Linked DNA regions of Mus musculus: regions 1 and 2 are each linked to region 3. Evidence: chromatin contacts called from public HiChIP or PLAC-seq data. All regions are on one chromosome and are shown on one strand. The core of a region is the stretch at or near the end of the contact, and the rest is flanking DNA. Distances in the headings are between cores, read along the strand shown.

What was found. HiChIP or PLAC-seq counts read pairs in DNA pulled down with a chosen protein or histone mark.
Region 1: a contact with region 3 is called in an H3K27ac HiChIP or PLAC-seq map of embryonic stem cells, with 21 read pairs. The contact joins the promoter of Gjb3 here to the enhancer-like site in region 3. A contact is called at or near these places in 1 of 484 Hi-C or Micro-C datasets (embryonic stem cells), 6 of 115 datasets of contacts at active chromatin or transcription factors (embryonic stem cells and stem cell-derived neural progenitor cells) and 4 of 9 other capture datasets (adipose tissue, embryonic stem cells, liver and 1 more).
Region 2: a contact with region 3 is called in an H3K27ac HiChIP or PLAC-seq map of embryonic stem cells, with 5 read pairs. The contact joins two enhancer-like sites. A contact is called at or near these places in 1 of 115 datasets of contacts at active chromatin or transcription factors (embryonic stem cells) and 3 of 9 other capture datasets (adipose tissue, liver and pancreatic islet).

Annotation. Positions count from the first base shown.
Region 1 is chr4:127,328,170-127,332,091 of GRCm38.p6, reverse strand. It overlaps Gjb3 (gap junction protein, beta 3), which reads left to right and starts at 1,256. Exons shown (of 2, transcript NM_001160012.1): 1 at 1,256-1,590. Gm40251 (a long non-coding RNA gene) reads right to left here and starts at 2,729. Exons shown (of 4, transcript XR_868156.3): 1 at 1,957-2,729; 2 at 101-204.
Region 2 is chr4:127,002,939-127,006,929 of GRCm38.p6, reverse strand. No RefSeq gene overlaps it. Among named protein-coding and RNA genes, the nearest start is that of Sfpq, 16 kb to the left of the region's middle. Within about 2 kb of position 1,634, at least 68 of the 459 cell types and tissues checked have an H3K27ac peak or open chromatin away from gene starts, as enhancers often do. A contact at or near this core is called in embryonic stem cells, where this site is marked.
Region 3 is chr4:127,197,108-127,201,041 of GRCm38.p6, reverse strand. It overlaps Dlgap3 (DLG associated protein 3), which reads right to left. Exons shown (of 12, transcript NM_198618.5): 4 at 1,164-1,369; 5 at 706-778. Among named protein-coding and RNA genes, the nearest start is that of Dlgap3, 30 kb to the right of the region's middle. Within about 2 kb of position 1,766, at least 16 of the 459 cell types and tissues checked have an H3K27ac peak or open chromatin away from gene starts, as enhancers often do. A contact at or near this core is called in embryonic stem cells, where this site is marked.

The DNA.
Region 1 (3,922 bases), core at 7-2,506, 130 kb before region 3:
AAGGTGCTTCAAGAAGAAAGGCGGGACTCTGTGACAGCTGTTTCAGGAGGTCACGGATTTATTACTGTGTGGGATTTAGCATCGTGGAGATCAGAGTTACCTTGACAAGGCTTTTCTTGTAGCACAGCAGGGACAGAAATCTTCTGGTGGGTTGAAGCATGAGTGGGAGGTGAGGAAATGGGACCAGGCATTTTGCTCTGAAGTCTAGGGAAATAATTGAGAATGAGCAGCAGGTGGCAGGGTCAGGGTCCCCCAATCCCATCACCCAGGCACATTAGCAGAGTCATCCAGAAAAAAAAAAAAAAAAAAAAAAAACAACAACAACAAAACTGGCACTGCCCAGCCATAGTGCTGATAATTGCTCTGCCCATAGCAAGCACAAGGTAGCCTCTGCCACAGGGCTTTGCCGTAGCCAATGCCAACGTCACTGAGGTCCCTGGAGTTGGCTCTGTTACTTCTATGTGTCCCTGGGTTTATCTCGGGGCCTCTCCTTTTCTCTTTTCAATGTAGATCAGAGATCTTTCCTTTGCGTGCTGTATGAATGATATGCAGCTCCTAAGAGAAGCAACCTTGTCTCAGGCGCTCCGCTCAGGCGAACGGGAATCCTTCTGGGTAGTAGGAGACAGTAACAGAGCCTCCTAATGTAGGCTGCCTTTTGTAGATCAGAAGCCCGCATCAATGGATATCGTCCCAGCAAGTGGAATGAATGGTTACCAGGGTCGGGCATCAGTCATCTCTGTCTAGACAGTGAAGCCTCGGGCAAGGTTGTGAGTAAGATCTGGGGATCCCAGGGAAACCCTGGATTTCCGTTCCTGGGGCGATAGGGCTTTTAGGATCTCAGTCCTGGCCCACGAATAAGACTGAACATCTTAGTCTCCAGAGCCCCTCAAGCGCAGGTCTCCCACCCTTCACAAGCTGGGCCTCCCACCCTGCTTCACACTCCTTTGGGCAGACTGGGTCATCTAAAATCTCTCCAAACACCATCCTTGCCCCTGAGATTTCTTTTCCTGGTTGTGTCCCTTCCGGTGGCCAGCACAGTGTGAGCCCCGAAAGACTGTCTCAAAGATACACTGCCTCCCTGGAAAATGCCATCAGGGATGCAAACAGGGCGGGAGGGGGGCCCCCAAGAGCGTACGAAAACTTTGAAACTTTGCAGCAGGCTGGGATCCAAATGGGCAGGGCGCAGACGGGGTATCCGTGGTAACCAGCGTAGGCGTGTCATTTATTGCCATCCCTACTGCCACGGCACTTAACAGTTTGCAAGGTGTTTCACACCCTAATGTCATTGCAGTCCTTGCAACAGCCCTGCCAGTGGCCACCAATGCCCCCATTCCACAGGCGAGCACGCGGAGCCTCCGCAAAGGAGCCTGCTGTTCCCTAGTCAGCGCAGCTGCTCCTGGATTAGAACTTGCATCCCTGAGGCGACTCCGGGCTCCTCCCCGGCCGCCCCTCCTCCACGCTGCCTCTGGCTGTGCTGGCCAGGAGCCTCACCGAGGCCACAGAGCTCGGCTTGGCTCCCGCCTCGTTCCTCCTCTGCTGTGGGTCTTGGGCACGTGGAGCCAGGCTCCCACGGTGGCGGCGCCGCTGACTGTAAGTACCGGGAAGGGGCGACAATCCAAGGCAGCTGAGAACCCCTCTCTATGGGGATCCCCTGGGGGGCTGGACTGGGGCCTGCCCACGCGCCCAGCATGGAGATTTAATGCTGCAGAAGCGCAGGGAAGGAGCACCCTAACCCAAAGCTCTGCTCCCCGCCCCCACTCCCACTTCCACCCCACACACTCATACATACACCAGCATTCTGGAGCAGGTGGCGGTTCCGGACACTGGAAGGTTCACAGAAGGGGACATACACACCCGCACGCGCGCGCGCGCGCGCGCGAGTCACAGGTTCACAAAGCTCCCAAACTGTCTAGAAAGGAAGGAAACGGGGCCCGGGGCCCAAGAGGGGAGCTATACCTTTGGGGCCAGCCACAGTGCTGCGGGGTAGAAAGAGATGGAGCGGTTGGGTCCCGCAGCTGGATAAAAACTGGATTAAAAAAATAGTAATAATCGTTCTAGTAGCTGGAAACGGGAGTTGGGGGGCAACAGGGGATCCAGAACCGGCTCTGCCAGTCCTCAGCACGGGCTAGGCGAGAAATTCTTTTCAGGTGAGTCTGTCTCGGGGTGTGTCTTAGAAGGGACTAGGTAGCCTGCACCAAAATGGGGAGCCCCAGACGTGGCATCCTTAGGGGGTACCGGGTGGAAGGAACTCCTCCTCCCCTTCACTCTCCTTGAGCACTCCCAGGAAGAGCCGGCTGGGGAGGGAACAGTCGAAGATTCTTGCAGTAATCCAAGATAAGAGATAAGGAACAGGGTTAGCGACATTACAGAATTCTCTTGGATTTCTCCCAGCTAGTAAACGCAGTCCTGGCATTTCCTGGGGGGTCAGAATCCAGGTGCTAATCTTTGGCCCTCCCTGGAAGGTTTAAAAGTAAGTGCCAGGACCAAACCCATAAGGGTCTTCACGCTCTAGGGCTTCCCAGATACCCCCATCTAGTCGAGAACTGAGATTCTCAAAAGACAGACCCTGTGGAGGGCAGCAATACTGCCATCTAATTCCTGGCTCGGTTGGTCCTCTGCCGTTCTGCCCAGCCCTCCCACAGCCTCTCTGAGAACTCCACTCTCAAGCTCTGAATTGAGTGTGCAAATCCAGTGCCTACTGAATGAACACTGAGTGATACCAAACTTGAAGCAGCCAGCCAGTCAAGTAGGCATGTTAATTGGACAGGCAGATGATAAATGGGAACAAAAACAAACAAACAAAAGACCAAGGTTTAAATTGCAAATTGAGTTTGAGGGCTACTAAAACCAAGGGAAACAGGAACAGACTGACCAGGGCGGGTTCAGACTCGAAGTAATTTGAGAACAGACCCTAAGGGGATATTGGAACAGAGATGCCTCCTTAATGAGTAGGGTAGAAAGGAAGAGCATTCCAGGCGGGAGGAATCAAGGCCAGGTCTGAGCAGAGAGAGGCAAGGTAAGAGTATGTGTGTGTCAGGGGGCTGGGGAATGCCGGGACTATAGACTTGGGTTTGGAGGTAAGAACTAGTAACAAGTTTTTTGGGTTTTTTTTTTTTTTTAGATTTATTTATTATATGTAAGTACACTGTAGCTGTCTTCAGACACTCCAGAAGAGGGCTCCAGATCTCCTTACGGATGGTTGTGAGCCACCACGTGGTTGCTAGTATTCGAACTCAGGACCTTCGGAAGAGCAGTCAGCGCTCTTAACCACCAAGCCATCTTTCCAGCCCCTAGTAACAAGTTTTAAGAAGGGAGGGATGTAACCATGATTTCATGAGCTACAGAGTGCAGAGAATATCTCAAAGGCCTATGAAGGACCGAGGCGGGAAGATGGACAAGGATATAGCTTGGGCTGAGGTGGTTGGTGATCCAGCAGGCATCCCAACAGACTTGGAAGCACTCACGTGTACATCCAGGTCCACACAGGCTCGGGGAGAGCTACATACTCTCACACCCCTATCTGCATGCCATTCCCAGGGACTCTCAGCAGATCCACCTGTCTACACCCTCTGAGTCACTTAGAACGGAAGGAAGATGAGGTCTCTGACCCATTAGCCCTACAAAGCCATGGCTAACAGCACTGCTCGGGCTGGCTAGAATCCCCCAAGCCCTGCTGTCTCTACATAACCACATGAACTTTGGTCTCTCCCGGGAAACAGACCCAAACCCCTCTGCATCTCTCTCCTGACGCAAACCTCCCTGTCTTTACTGCCACTGATTGTAACATTAGCAGGTTTCAGATCTGGGGAGACTAAACGTTTAAGAGCACCGCACCGGCTGCTCTTCCAAAGCACCTAGGTTTGATCCCAGTACCCACGAGGCAGCTTACAACCCTCTGTAACTGTAGTTCCAGGGGACCTGA
Region 2 (3,991 bases), core at 385-2,884, 190 kb after region 3:
GGTGGCACATAATCCCAGCACAAAGGAGGCAAAGGCAGGTGGATTTCTGAGTTCAAGGCCAGCCTGGTCTACAAAGTGAGTTCCAGGACAGCCAGGGCTATACAGAGAAACCCTGTCTTGAAAAAAGAAAGAAAAGGAAAGAAAAGAAAAGAAAGAGAAAGAAAGGCAGAAAGAGAAAGAGAGAGAGAGAGAGAGAGAGAGAGAGAAGAAAGAAAGAAAGAAAACCTGTGTCAAAGGAAAGAAAGAAAAGAAAAGATAAATTTGGAGCTGGAGAGATTGCTCAGCAGTTAAGAGCAGACTGCTTTTCCAGAGATCCTGCATTCAATTCCCAGCAACCACATAGTAGCTCACAACCACCTACAGTGGGACCTGATGCCCTCTTCTGGTGTGTCTGAAAACAGCTACAGAGTACTTATGTAAAATAAAAAAATTCAAACCCTAAGTTATGAGTCTCACTTTATATTTTTTATGTCAATCATGTGTATATGTGCATGTCTGTGTGCTGGTGTGTAGGTATTTGCATGTGAATGTCGGTGCCTGAGGAGATGGAGTTCCAGGGAGTTTTTCCCATGCTTGACCCTGGTGCTGGGGAATCATCAGGAAGAACAAATACATGCTCTTAACCCATGAGCCATCCCCAGCCTAACTTCACTTTCTCCAACACTAAGACTGAAGCTAGGTCCTCCTACATGCTGGGCAACTGTTGTGCCTTCTATATAGCCTCTGCCTTCTTTTTACTTCTTGAGACGGACGCACTAAGCCCTGGTTGGGCATGAACTCATCCTGTAGCCAAAGTGTGACTTTGAATTTTAACAGTCTTTCCGAAGGTGCGATAATTAAAGGACCGACTGTTCTTCCTTCCGTTTGTTTCCCTCACCTCACAACAATGGCGACCGTAAGTAACTCCCTCACAGCGTTATTGTGAAGGCTAGACGCTAATAGTTTTAGGAAAGGCTGTGGTCCCCAGGCCTAGGGAATTTTAGGTACTCAACAGATGAGTTCTAAATGCAGCATCTCCCTTCTCTTGGCGCTCATACTAATAAAGAAATGAGAAGACAGATTCAGAATCGGTTTTTCCATCATCTGAAAAATGCTCACGCACGAAGACTCCGGGTAAGTATAAGTCCTGTTGTTGCCTGTGTTCAAGGCAAGGCAGTGTTAGCTGAAGAGAGCATCTAAATGAGTTACTCTGGGGTTGCATTAAGCCTCTCTGTTGTTCCAGCATAATGGATGACTTACACAATGTAATCTTTAGAGTTAGTTGTTCCAGGCAAATTACTCAGGTGAGTGACCGTGGGCAGGCGTTTCTTCCCGAACCCCACACTCTTTCACGGCCTGGATTAATTGCATCTCTTTCCTCGCCAGCATCTTTGCGAATCCCTCCCACAGACCCAGGCTGCCCACCGGCCTCAGGATTGATGGCGGACAGCAGGGAGGGGCCGAGTACAAAAAGAGGGGGTTGAATTATTCTAAACAAACACAAATCTAAGAGGGCAGAGGTAAAAGAAGACCGAGGAGGGAAAGAAAGAGTGTTAAGTGGGTTTTCCGGAAAAGATCCCCAAAGAGGTTTGGCTTGCAGCCCCGCGAGCCAACCTCCGCCCCTCCCCCAAGCCTTCTTCCCAGTGCTGAATTTTAGAGCGAGTGAGCCACGTGCTGGCTGCCTGCTCAGCGCCCTAGGGGAGAGGATTCGAGCGAGCTGGAGGATCTGCCTGCTCAGGCTGCTTTGCACAATTGGCCACAGTGCTTTGGTAAGAGCTGATTCCTCTAGGTGCTCATGTCCTGAAACTCTGAGCAGCGTCTTTGTAAAACCAGACTGAATACAAGCACATCACCTATCCCTTTGGGGTCACAGTTTCTACTCTGCCGGTTCCCTCCCTCATCAGGGACCAGAAGCAAGTGGCCTCTCTTCTATCTTTTCTTGCAATCCCTCTCTTTAAAGGAAATTACCACAGTCGCATAAATCTGTAACTTTTGATCCTAGATAAACTGTGGGGAGAAGCGTACCTGGCTGTTGCCAGGTAACTGGGATGGAGCTTAGACAGAATGCTAACACAAAATCATTGTAAGGGTCCTTGATTCCCTAAACAATGACACCCCAGACTCAAATAAAGGCAGCAAAGAGTGTTTTATTCTGCTGAAGTCCAGCATGCTGGGGTCTCTCCATTACCAAGATAGAGAAACAACCAAGTGAGCTTGCAGACCTGATTTAAAGCACATTAGAGGGTTCTGTGATAGTGGACCTTTATGTTAATCGGCTGGGTCATTTCTGTAGACATTCCATTACCAGGTTGTGGGGGCTGGAAACTTGCTGGAGAGGTCTGGAAACTGTTGCTGAGGAAGCAGCTGAGGAAGTCTGGAAACTGCTGCTGACCCATTGTCCTTGCCTCAGGCTAGGTGGTGGGGCAGCTTCTGAGGCCTGGACTTGCCTGGAATTGTCCAGTTCTTGAAAACAGCGATTTAGGCAGAGTCTCCTTAATTGTCAATTTGAAACCTGTCGTGGAATCAGCCTGGCCCTTCTCACCTTTAAATCTAAAACAGTAATACTTCTAATCTTTTACTTGATGTTTTAACCAATTCCATAAAAAAAATTCCTTTGGGCTGTTCTCTATCTTCTCAAGGAATTGCCTATACCCGATTTCTTTAAAACAAAACAAAACAAAACATCCTGGGCTGGAGAGATGACTCAGTGGTTAAGAGCACTGACTGCTCTTCCAGAGGTCCTGAGTTCAATTCCCAGCAACCACTTGGTGGCTCCCCACCATCTGCAATGGGATCAGATGCCCTCTTCTGGTGTGTATGAAGATAGTGACAGTATATATATATTTTATATATATATAAAATCTTTAAAAAATACCAAAAAAAAACAAACAAAGCAGACAAAGATGTCTTATGAATAATTACAAACTTTTTTTTGACATTAGTTTCAAATCTAGAGCCTCACTAATGCTAGGTAAAATGCTGAGTTAATAGCTACACACGTGTGCATGCGTACACACACACACACATTTAAATTATATGCATACATTTAGATTTGTTTATTTTATGTGTATGAGTATTTGCATATATATACATACATACATACACACACACATATATATATATATACACACACACACAGATACACAGAGAGAAATATAGGGAATTTAGGGAAAGCATGTCAGAACTGAAAGCCTGGTGGAACTGGAGTTCATGGGTGGGTGGTTGTAGGCCACCAAATGGGTGCTGGAAATCAAACCTGGATTTTCTGGGAGACTAATGAACACTCTTTTTTTTTTTTTTTTAAGATTTATTTATTATATGTAAGTACACTGTAGCTGTCTTCAGACACTCCAGAAGAGGGAGTCAGATCTCGTTACAGATGGTTGTGAGCCACCATGTGGTTGCTGGGATTTGAACTCTGGACCTTCAGTAGAGCAGTCGGGTGCTCTTACCCACTGAGCCATCTCACCAGCCCCACTAATGAACACTCTTAACCACTAAGACCCACTATAAAGCCTAGGCTGGCCTCAAACTTTTAACAATACTCTTGCCTCCTGAGCCTTAGGGTTCTAATGAACCACCACCCCTCCCAGACTCCTTTGGGATGCTTTTTGGATTTTGTTTTTAAATATTTTTTAAAATTTAAAAACATGTAGAAGATGACCTTGAACTCCTAATTCTCCTGCCTCTGCTTTCCCAAGAGTAGTATTTTCACTACATCTCACTAAAGAACACTTCAATACTAATTGAGATGATAAAGTGGGTTATGAGGTACATTGTATGCATAGGTGTGTGTGCATGCGTGCATGTATATATGCAGGTGCTCTCAGAAGGCCAAAAGGTGGGGTCTGGTGCCCTGGAGTTGGGGGTCACAGGTGGCTATAAGTTGCCCAACATAGGTGCTGGGAATTGAATTAAGGTCCTTTGGAATAGCAGCACATGCCCTTAATTGTTGAACCATCTCTCCAGTCCTGGTGCATACCAGTTTATAGGATAAGAAGGTGAAGAAATA
Region 3 (3,934 bases), core at 517-3,016:
GCTTTGTGAATGCTAGGCAGGCACTTTGCTAGCTGAACTACATCTCCAGCGTTGGAACTCGCTTTATAAAACAGTTTTGGACCAGTGCCTTCTGTTTGAATGATGTTTCCCACTGAACTCCTACAAATCCCCTGAGAGATATTCCAACACTAACATTGCTTTTTTGGTTTTGTTTCTTTGAGAGCGGAGTCTTTACACCAAGATTGGCCTTGAACTTGTGATCTTGCCCACCTCCACCTCCCAAGTGCCAAGATTACAGAGCCATCATTTCAGGTTTATTCCTGTCATTTCCAAGATTAGGAAACAGGGGTGTTGAAAGGGAAGGTGGTCTGAGGGAGTAGATGTCGAGGCTGCGGAACTCAGGCCCAGACAGCCCAGGAGACTTCAGCTCTGACTCTGCCTTGCCTGTCCCTTTCATTTATGAGTCTGGAGCAGTCAGGCTTGGAGAGGGATGGAGAACGCAACAGAAACGATGCTGCCCTTCACACATGCTCACCACTTGGAGCATACTTGTGTGGGTTCTTCGGGATTCCCAGCCCAAGTCAGATCTGGAAGTCACAGGCAGGTTTCAGGGCTTTGGGGGCTTTCCCAGAACCAAACTTGCTCTCTCTCCACACAGAGACTGACATCACAGCCTAGACAGAGCCCGGAACTGACTTCCCTTTCCTACCCTTCCCTCCTATGTTATACAGCGCCACGCCCTACCTGTCCAGTTGTGAGGGAACGGCTGTAGCCAGGGATGGAACTCCGGGGATGGATCCGGGGTGGGACACAGCAGCTGAAAAAGGCAAATGGCAGAGTCAGAATGGGAGTGTGCGCCAAGGTGGAGAGAGGGTCTGATGGTATCAGGGCCTCTGACCAGGTTCTCTTCCTCCACCTCCCCACTCCCCCCCCCCCCCCAAACACACTAAGAACTACCCAGGAGACTCGGAGTCAAAGGTTCCTCCCCGCCCCCACCCCACAGCCCTCCCCCTGCCCTGCCCCACTCCCCGCGCCCGCACGCAAAAGAAACACTAAAGCAAAGACCATGACTCCACTCCATTTGGAGCAGAGCAAGATAGTCTGTTGAATCCTAAGCAGGGCTCCCCATCCAAAAGCCTCCACATACAGTTCCTGCGGGATCTCGGAATCATCTCTGATACCCTTCCCCACACCATCCTTACTTGATCCTGGCTGTGTCCACGCTGGAGGAACGGCGGGAGGCAAAGCGTCGGGCAAGTGCTTTTGGAGACGTCTTGGGGCTACCATCTGAGTCTCCACTCTCCTCATCCCCCATGGCTTTGATGTAGCTGCCGCTCCGCATCCTGCGGCAGGGGATCTCCCCATCCTTGCCACCCGTGGGGTAACCCCCCCAGTCATCTTGCGGCACCTGCAAGGACAAGGGCCTCTGTCCCTCAGACGCGTTACTGGTCGGCTGAGAGGAGAGGGTGTTCTTCCTCCCACTGGCAGTAGGAGGCGCTCTACCCTGCTGGGGGAGCAAGCCACACTGACTTGAGTAGGCACAGAGGACTTGAAGGGAATGCGTCAGGGTGTCTCCCCACTCTTGTGGGGGTGGCTGCATCACCCTTCAGAGACCTTTCGCTACTCAGAAGAGGGTCAGCTGAAGAGAAGACCAGAGGCCTGCGTGGCCTGTCAATCATACCCTCATCTGTGCAGCATAGCCTGACCTCAGTGACCTTTCACCCCTGCCTCCTCCATCCTTTTAACAGGCGTTCACTTGCCATCCCCTGACTCCCTCCCAGCTCTCAAGGAACCACAGAGGGTATCAGGCAGGGAGCATATCAGCACACTCCACAGTCTAGACCAAAGCTAGATGGTCAGGAGATCAGGCCCGGGCAGAAGCTCAAGTGGCAGGAGGGTAGCCAATTAGGAGGCTGAGGCTGCTCTGCAGGCAAGGGATGATGAGGCCTAAATTAAGACAATGAGAATAAGGGAAAGAGGAGGAGATGGAGATGAGATGCGCTAAAGAGCATCAGTGAGCCTGATTAGTGGGGGAGGAAGAGGAGCCTGGGAGGAATCCAAGATGGCTGAGGAGGGCGGTGGCTGAGGACCCGGGGTAGAGCGGGCTGGGCTGTCCTGCACTGAGCCACAGAACCCCAGATTTTGGGGAGGGGTGACAGGTTCAGAGTTAAGCACCCTGAGTTGGGCCAGGAACACCCAGGAAGGCGGTTGTTATGCAAAGTCTTGGGGTTTACTGGTAAAGACCAGCTGGAGGCAGACACAAAGAGATCAAGGGTGGTAACCAGATGCCCAGGAGTAAAGGGGACACCCCAGGGAGAAGAGGGAGAGAACTGAGGAAAGGCCCCGCTGACATTTTAAAAAGGAAAAAAAGAAAGGAGAAGGGGGCCTGTGAAGTCACCTGAGCAGGAGTGGGCAGAGGGGTGGGAGGGAGTCAGGAGGATGCCATGTCACAGAAACGAGACATTTCAAGAAGAAAAGGGAGTCGATTATGTCAAATGCCACAGTGCTCTTCAAGGTCAGTAACTTGTGCTCCTCAGTTAGGAGACCCAGGGCAGAGTTCTGGCCCTGTCACTTGCTAGCTAGGTGAACTTGGGCAAAGCTAATTAAGCTCTAAGAATCAGTTTCCCGAGCTATAAATTGGTAAAAGTAATTATACCTGCATCAGAAGGGTTGGTGGGTAAGATAAACAAGCAATTCAGAGAGCCTGCAACACAGAAATCGCTCAGTAAATGAGGGCTATTATTACAGGCGTTCGGGGCATTGTTAGGGGATTGCTGCCCAGAGACCACCGGTAACCACTGCCCAGGGCACGTTCAAGGGCAGGATGTGGAAATCTGACTGTGGTGAGAGGTGAGGGAAACTGAGGAAAGGAGCCTACACTCTGAGACTTTAAGTAGAAAGGGATGGCAAGAAGCGGTAGAGGGTGAAGGTTTGGAGAAACGTTTTAGAGAAAAGCAGCTGTGGCTATGTTTTTAAGAGAGCCGGTCAAGGTAGTCTCTTACTCCAGGGGCAGTTGAGGGATGAAGAAGCCCTGGTTGGGAAGGGATCAACTCCATGGGATGGAGTCCATGATGGTCCCCTACATGGTGAAGAATGAGGTGGAAGGAGAGAAGGCTGGCAAGGCTTTGAAAGCACATGCAGTAAGGAAGAGGTTAAACAGAGCAAGGAGGAGAGGATCCAAGGAGCCAGGCTAAGGGAGGGGGACTCATGGGAAGGGTGAGACTAGAAGGTTCAGGAAGAGACCCTCACAAGGGAGCAGGCTCAATGAAGGCCAGAGCTCCATCTGAAGACAGAATCAGAGAGGAAATGACTGATGCTCTCTGAGGGGGAAGCAGGGTTCCGGAAAAGGCTCACAGGCACACTGGTGTCCAGTAGGAGAAACCAGACTTCGTTAAAGGGATAAGAAGCTAGGTATGGTGATATATTCCCTCCAGATGTGGGAGATGGAATGGAAGCAGACAGAGGTAACTCTGAGCTACACAGGAGTTGGAGATCACATCACCATGGCCTACCTGAGACCCTATCTCAAAACAAAACAGAAAAAAGAGAGGGGAATAGACAATAAAGACACCATGTCACATAAAGCCAACCGCCCTTGCTTATGTGCCAGGGAGCATCCGGCTATCTTGGAAGGCCCCTGCAGCCTTCGGTTCACCCTCCCTTGGACTCAGACCTCCACTCAACCCCCATCATGTTAGGATGCTCTGGAAGCCCAAGCCCTGAGAGCCATCCCCACCTCCATCCTCTACAGAGAGGAATGGCAGGAGACCAGGGCACACACTGCCACACTGCAGGGCTCCCACTCCACAGCCACTGCAGTGCGCTCTCTCCTCCTCTGCAGGACACTGTGAGGTGCATGTTAAAAAGGAAGCCCCCAGGGAGGTCAGGACAGCCCTGGAGAAGCAGCGGGGAGCAGCAAATCTGGTAGCAAGGTCTGGTTACAGGGGAGGAATGGTGTCTTCCCCTGCACTCT